Linked DNA regions of Muntiacus reevesi: region 1 is linked to region 2. The links are chromatin contacts, called in public Hi-C maps. All regions are on one chromosome and are shown on one strand. Each heading gives the region's core, a stretch centred on a gene start, on an enhancer-like site or on the middle of the called end of the contact. The rest is flanking DNA. Distances are from core to core; before and after follow the strand shown.

The links. A called contact is a pair of places that touch in the nucleus more often than the background predicts.
Region 1: a contact with region 2 is called in a Hi-C map of blood, with 6 times the contacts expected there. The contact joins the promoter of GRB2 here to the promoter of ARMC7 in region 2. A contact is called at or near these places in 2 of 3 Hi-C or Micro-C datasets (blood and muscle).

The regions. Positions count from the first base shown.
Region 1 is chr18:6,942,521-6,946,136 of mMunRee1.1, reverse strand. GRB2 (growth factor receptor bound protein 2) reads left to right here and starts at 2,012. Exons shown (of 7, transcript XM_065908994.1): 1 at 2,012-2,212; 2 at 2,501-2,616.
Region 2 is chr18:6,731,118-6,734,995 of mMunRee1.1, reverse strand. ARMC7 (armadillo repeat containing 7) reads right to left here and starts at 1,653. Exons shown (of 4, transcript XM_065908837.1): 1 at 1,163-1,653; 2 at 922-1,065. The coding sequence starts at 1,253. It overlaps SLC16A5 (solute carrier family 16 member 5), which reads right to left. Exons shown (of 6, transcript XM_065908829.1): 6 at 1,678-3,878.

The sequences.
Region 1 (3,616 bases), core at 763-3,262, 210 kb before region 2:
CCCCGTCAGCTCCTCCTCTGACTGGCAAATTTCTCTGCCCACTCAAAACAAAGAACAGCAACTCTTCCCTCACTTCCTCCTCCTCTCTGCTCAGCAAATAAGTCCTTCCCTTTCATTTCTATTTTTTTCCTGACACCATGCTAGAACAGTTTCAAAGTGTGTGTGTTGGGGTGGGGGTGGGGGGCAGAATATGGGTTTTACAAGACAGGTCTAGGTTCCAGCTCAGATCTACTATATTTGGGTTTCCTTGGGTGAGTTTCTAACCTCTTTAAGCATCAGTTTCCCAGTTTGCGAAATGGGGATACTATACACAGTAAAAATACTGTGACTTCAGTACAAGTCAGGTGGTAAATAGATACCTCTTGCTGTTTTCCTGTCAGACATCTCCTGCTTAAAAACTTTCAGAGGATGTTACTTGTCAGTGAAGCCTAAACTGTGCATCTTGGCCTTGCTTCTCATTACTCCTCCCCCTAAATCCTAAACTCTGGTCAATCTGAAATATTGGCTGATTTCATCACTCTTTCTTCCTTGCTTTCATGTTGCAGTTCAAACACCAAGTCCTCCCTGACAATCTGAGCACCAAGTAACTCCTCTGCAGTCCTGTATGTAGTTCAGTAGCCCTCAGGACCAACTGTTTTGCCTTGCAGACTAGGCAACTCTCTTCTAGAAGACACACTGCTGAAAGCAGAGGCTCTGTAGGGTTCATCTATCACTCTGCACAGTGCCTGGCAAGCAGCTGATGCTCAACAAATACTGAGTGAAAGAACAATTCATTCTTGTCATTTCAGTGGGCTTGTTTTCTCTATAGGATCAGACGTTTGGATATTCTCACCTCTAGCTATTTTGTTGCCTTCCAGGAAGCACATTACCATTGGATGCTCTGTTCTCTCCTTTAACTGCAAAGAGCTTTTGGAATTGAAAAATAATAGCTACTCCTCCAAGCCTCATCTTCCGCCACTCCCCGGTTATCAACTGAACTCCTTAGCATTGCAGGGAACAGGACTCTAACGCCTCCGATCCTTTGTATGTGCATGGTGTTCCCTTCGCCTGGAATGCCCTTATCCTGGCTTCTCCAGCGAACTCCCACACATCCTGCAAGAGTCGGCTCAGACATCACCTTCTCTGGGAAGGCTTTTCTGAGATGGGCAAAGCAGTGACCCCTCTCTCCCATCTTTTTAGCTTCCTCGGAGTTACTCCAAATAATTCTAACAGTATTTGTGGTATTATTTGTTTCTTTTTCTTCCACTCCTCTACAACCCTGGATTCCTTGAGGGCCAGGATTTCTGTTCATTGTTGTACCTTCTATGGTTAGCAGAGCGCTTAGCATGTATTAAGCACTTGATTCAACAGATGAACGAATATGTTAATTCATCTCATACTGCAGAGTTTGCTGTGAAGTGAAAGTCGCTCAGTTGTGTCCGACTCTTTGCGACACCATGGACTGTATAGTCCATTCTCCAGGCCAGAATACTGGAATGAGTAGCCTTACCCCTTCTCCAGGAGATCTTCCCAACCCAGCGATCGAACCCTGGTCTCCTGCATTGCGGGCGGATTCTTTACCAGCTGAGCCACCAGCGAAGCCCAAGCGTACTGGAGAATTTGTTTGGACCAAACTCTCAAATATTTGAAGATTAGGTCCTCTATTTTGAGTGCTTCACGCTGGAGATTCCTCCTTCCTCACCTCCCCACCCACCCACCCCCAGCCAAATTGCCTCGGTTTGGTGGAAGGGGAAAGGAAGCGATCAGCACGTGGAGGAGAGTCGTTTCTCCGAGAGAGCGCTAATTTACCCGCTCTGGCACCGCAAGGGTTACAAAGACCCGGGTCGGGGTGGGGGGTGGAGCCCGGCCGGGGCCACCTGCTGCGGGGCGGCCCGGCGCCTGCGCCCTGGCCCGTCGCCGGCCTACCTGCGGGGGCCTGGCGGGGGTGGGGCGCTTGCGCTCTGGGCCTTTTCCGCCGGGGGAAGTCTCGCGGGGGTGGGGCGGGGCGGGGTCGCGCGCTCAAGTTCTCGCGGGACCCCGACGAGGAGCGGAAGTTAGGCGGCTGTGCTGCTTCAGCGAGCGGACGGCGGCGGCGGCGCCAACGACGGGGAGGACTGTGGCGGTGACGGCGGCGGGGACAGGCACTGCCCTCTGGGAGCCGCAGCGGGGTCGGCGGCCGCTCGCACCGCTGCGGAGGGGCCGGCCGGGCCAGAAGCCGAGGAGCTGCGCCACGGTGAGCGCGGCCGGCGGTGGCGCGGCTGCCCCGGTGCCCCTTCCTCCCCCTTCGGTAGCGGGAGTTGGCCCGGGTTCGGGGGGGTGGCCCGGGCCTGGCGAGCCGGGGGCTGCCGGGCCTGGAGGTCGGGAGAGCGGAACCCCCGGGCTCGGGGCTCCACGTTTCCTCTTTTGGGGCGCTTCCTTTCTGGGCACCGTTCCTCCTCTCACCCTGGACAGAGCCCCGGACCGCGGCGCAGGAGGCCGGGGTGGGTGGGTTCCTAATTGACTTTGATGCCTTTTCTTTGAGGGTTTTGCGCCGCAGGGGCCCGGGGAGAAGAAGCCCCAGAACACCGGGCGCTCATTCCGTGAGTCAGTCTGACTCGGCACCGGGAGGCGAGGGGTTTCGCGGCGGTTGCGAACGTGGTAATTGATGCTTCTTCGATTTGCTCGGCCACCACGTCACCATCTCTGGGTGTTTGGGGGCCGAATTTTGGGAGAAAACCCACCACTCCTATTATATCTATGAGTGAGGACGTTTGCTACCGGAGCCAGTCGAAATGGCTTTGTTTCTGTCGCGTTTTGCTTTTTTTTTTGGCGGGGGGGGGGGGACACTATTTGAAAAAACATGTGTCAAGAGAAACAAGCAGCAGTTGACTGGAATGCTTCGAGGAGAGAGGGGAGGGAATCCCTGGTATTTTTCATTTTGCAGCGCTCTCCGTGTGTCTGATGGTAACCCTGTGAGTTACAGCTTATTATTGAGGGAGTTAAGCCTAGGTTGGCTTCAGGTACAGTAACAGTATAATTTGCAGGGGAGCCCAGGTGCCCTCGAAGTCTCTTTGGGTACTGCTGATTCTCGGAAAAAGTGGGAAGGACATGTGAGAGAAACTAGCATTAGTCTCCTTGGCTTTCTAGTCTCTCTTTCGCTTCCGTGCAACCCAGTTGTCTTCTCGTTCTATTTCTCTCTTTCCACTGGGGACACTAAATGCTTACTCGTATAATGCAAGTCACTTGCCCCCTCCCCCCGTTTTTTTCTTATCTACTTCCCCTTCCTCCTTATTGTCCCCTCTCTGGTACAGTTTTTTGAGGTTTTGGGCTCTTCGGCATAATTCGTTTTCTCCCTCATTTAAGACCCCGTTTCTCTCCCTGAAGATGCCCTCTTTCTTGGTTTATCCTTTACTTTGGAGCGTTCACTGTGTCCCTTCGGTCAGCCAGAAGGGTTGCTAGAGAGCCGTGCGCGACCTAAGTTCTCCCCACTGGGAACTGGGCGGCTCAAAGGATTGAATTCAGCCGTAAGTAATCAATACTGCCACTAGGCCGTAAGTGTAGCTTGCTTGTGTTTTTATGTTTTAGTTGTTTTCTTCGCGTTTAGATCACGGTTTTCTGCCTGCTCACGCTTCTCTTCCTATGCCTCTCACGTTACTGA
Region 2 (3,878 bases), core at 404-2,903:
CAGTTCCCTAATCAGGGATGGAACCTGCCGCCCCTACAGTGGAAGAGCAAAGTCCTAATTGTTGGACCACTAGGGAAGTCCCAGGAATGTTGGTTTGCCCTCAGAATAAACTCCAAACTCCCACCCAATGCCTGGATCTGAATCCCTGTAAACTGGTGCGAGGTGCTCTCTAATTTAGAAGCACTAAATCCTTCTCTCTCATTTAGTACCGCTCTCGGCTTCACTCATCACAATGCTGCCACATCAGCCTTCCTTCTGGCTCCTTCTGCTCTAGGGTCTTAGCCTGGCCTGTGCCTTCCAGCCAGGGCCAAACCAGAAGTAGTCCCTTCTCCCCTTGCTCTTCTTCATCAGCCTGCTTTCTTCAGCACCTCAGCTTTTTTGTCAACCATGTGTCTCCCTCCGCTAGCATGTAAATTCCCTGAGGGCAAAGATTTTTTCCCAACTTGTTGGCCATCTCGCCAGCATTTGGAACAATACTTTGCTCACACAGTACCTGCCCAACAAACACCTGTCAGGTGAATAATTCAATAGGTCTGAGGCCAGAACAACTACAAGTGCCATAAGCCCTTCCGAGTGACTGCTATTTCTCTTGATGGTGAAACAAGATAAAGAGGTTTTAAAAGAGCGCTCAACTTTTTTTCCCCCCTCCAAGGGGCTTCAATCCATTCCCATTTATAATCTCACCTCTAACCGAGAGGGAAGGTAGACAAGTAGAAACGGTCCTGGGCCTGGGTTCCAAGGCAGACTCAAGCCACCTGTGAACCTGGACGCTGTGTGGGCCTCAGAGGCATTACAGACACTACGAAAGTCTGCCTTCGCTGCTGAGAGACGGCCTAAGTAAGGCCCTAAGAGAGCCCTTTCCCAGCAACTCACTTCTAACTGTTATCTCATCAGGCACCCAGGAGACCGTCCCATTCTTACCAATAGCAAACTCCACCAGGGTCTCATTCTCCTCCGACAGCGAATCGAGGAATAAATCTAGGACCTGCAGCTGCCGCAGATACTGGTAGTTAGCGGGGTCATAGGCGAAGTTGGCGAGGTTGGCCAGCACTTGCTCCTTGGCGTCTGCGGTGGAGAAGCGGGCAGTGGCTCCAGGGCCCGGTCGGTGGTCGCGGCCGGACCCCAGCCCGGTCCCCCTGCCCCCCCACCCCGAGGCACTCACCTTGGCTCTGCGTCTCCTGGAATTCCGTGACCAGCGCCTGCAGGTACCCCAGCCGACCGACGTGGGGGTCTACCTTCGGCTTCTGGGCCATGCGCGGGCGGCGAGGGGCCCCGGGTAGCGGGCGGGAGAGTGTGGAAGGCGAGGCTGGGGACAGGGGCGAGGACCCCACCTGATTCCGCGGGGCCTGGGAGGGGAAACAGGTTCCTTTCCTGGCTCCAGGCTCTGCAGCAGCTTGCAGCTGAGACTGGGCTGTGGGAGACGCGGTGGGGCCTCAAGACCTCGCAGGAATTGGGCCTGAACACCTAAGTTGGGGAGCAGGAGACGAGGACCCACCCGCGCGCCGTAGGAGGGAGGGGCAGCGCCCAGCTGGGCGGGTCGTTCGGCTCGGTCCCGGACTTCCGGGGGAAGCGGCGCTTAGCCCCGCCCAGAGGGCGGAAGGGGCGGGGCGATGGGTTGGGGGCGGGGCGATGGGTTGGGGGCGGGGCGAGGTGCAGAACGGGTGGGACCGTCGCTGAGCTGAGTGTGCTTTCGCTGAGCTGCGTGTGCTTACGCTGCCCGCTTCCAGCGTTTTGTCTCTTGCAGGCAGCGATCCTCCTCTTGATGGAAGTGGTAACTGAAGCCTGCGGTTGTGTTGAGGCGTGCCCCTAGAGCCCTTAGGAGCTCAGAGGTGCCAGGAGTCGCCTGTGTGGGAGGCTGTCGGGGTAGAAGCACCTTCAGATGCCCCCGCGCTTGGCCGCAGTCCCCGCCCCTCCACCAGCAAGGGACGCCCTGGAGACGCGAGCGTCGGCTCCTTGTGTCCCCTCTGTGGGTCTTCTGACACTACCTTCTGGTCGGCTCTTCCCAAAAGCCCAGTGAGGACTTCCCTGGTGGTTCAGTGCTTAAGACTGTGCTCCCAGTGGAGGGGACACGATTGGATCCCTGGTGGGGGAACTATGGCTCTGTATGCCCGCGGCGAGGCCAAGATGAAAACAAAAGTCAGTTAGCCTGGTGTCTTCTGCTCCCCAACCCCGAGTTGAGCCTGCCAGGTGGCGGGGCGCACCCGGGGCAGCACCATCAGACCCCAGAAATACCACTTTGGTGGCTTTCTGGGTTGTGGGTAGCCCAGAATGCTGAAGCCCTTCTATCTAGTCCTTTCTCGGGGTTTCTCAGGAAGGGGGCAGGTGACCCACACTTCACAGGCACAGGGGACAGAGCACCAGGGAGGAAGGTGGCCCTCTCGGACTCCAGGGTGCTTGAAAATGTGGGGATAGAAGCGGCTTAGGCTGTGAGTTTCTGAAGGGCAAGGGCCTTGTGCAAGGACAAAGTGACGGCCACACTCCAGCTTGCCACAGCCCCACTGGGAGCAGCCCCCACCTGGTGGGCCCAGGTGCCTGTGATCAGCCCCAGCCCTATGCACACACCTGGGGCTTGGGAACTCCGGCTGCTTCTTGCAGGGCAGTGGCCCCAGGCTCCTCACCAGGCCCTTCACATTCTAAGGAGAGCTGATTCGACCTGGGGAAGTATTTTATCTCAGCCCAAGGCGGCCAGGGGGCTTCTCTCCTTCTGTTTGGATGGGGCAGTAAAGACCTAGGGACAGGACAGACGTGGGCTCTACCCCACACTGGTCAGGAACTGCTCTAGACCCTCTCTAGAGGAATCCCAGGATCAGCCAAGTGTGGGTTCTGGAATCTGATGGGCCATCACATCGTCCGTTACTTGTCCCTCCCTAAGGCTTTGGAAAAGACCCTGATGCTGGGAAAGACTGAAGGCAGGAGAAGGGGACGAGAGAGGATGAGATGGTTGGATGGCATCACCAACTCAATGGACATGAGTTAGAGCAAGCGCCAGGAGTTGGGAAATGAACAGGGAAGCGTGGCGTGCTGCAGTCTATGGGGTCGCAGAGTTGGACACGACTGAGTGCCTGAAGTGAACTGAATTAAGGCTTCCGAGGCCCTCACCTCTGCAAAGAATTCTTAAGTCCTTGGTTTTGTAACCAGGTCTTACTCCTTTCTGCCCAGTTTCTGACACACAGTAGTTCCTCAATATTTGTTGAAGGAATTCTGCCCAGAGATGATTGCAACTCTTGCAGGGGCTAGGGAGTGGGGGAGGGCAGGCAGAGGAAGTCAAAGTTCTCTATCCTAAATGTTTACTAATATATTTTTTCCTTGAAAAATCAGTTTTCAAGAATGGGCCTAAAAGGGGATGCATGTTTCAAAGTCACGTGGTTACCAACACCAAAAAGTATTCATCTAGGGACCTCCCTGGTAGTTAAGTGATTAAGACTCAGCGCTTTCCACTGCAGGGGGTATGGATGAGTTTGGTCATTGGTCCTAGTCAGGGAACTTCAAGACCCCACATGCCGTATATGCAGTGCTTAAAAAAAAAGGTATTCATCCACCCACCAGCTCCAACGCTCTCCTTTTCCACTCAGTTAAGATGAAGGAGGCAGGACATGGTAAAATGTGCCCAGATGCGCCTCCCCCCCCCCCCCCCCCCCCCGCTTCAGTGCACAAGCTGTGGACAGTGATCAAGTGCAGACAGGATGGGGCGCAGGGAGGCAATGGGGGTCTTTAGGATCAGACTTTTCAGACTGGAAGAGACCTTAGCTTATCTAGGCCAACCTTCTCTGTTTTCTGGGTGCCCAGAGTCAAGGCGGCAAATTGTGGCAGTCATACATCAATTCAGGTTCCATTCCAGCTCAGAGCCCTTTGCCTCACCTTTTCTGGCCATAAGGGGG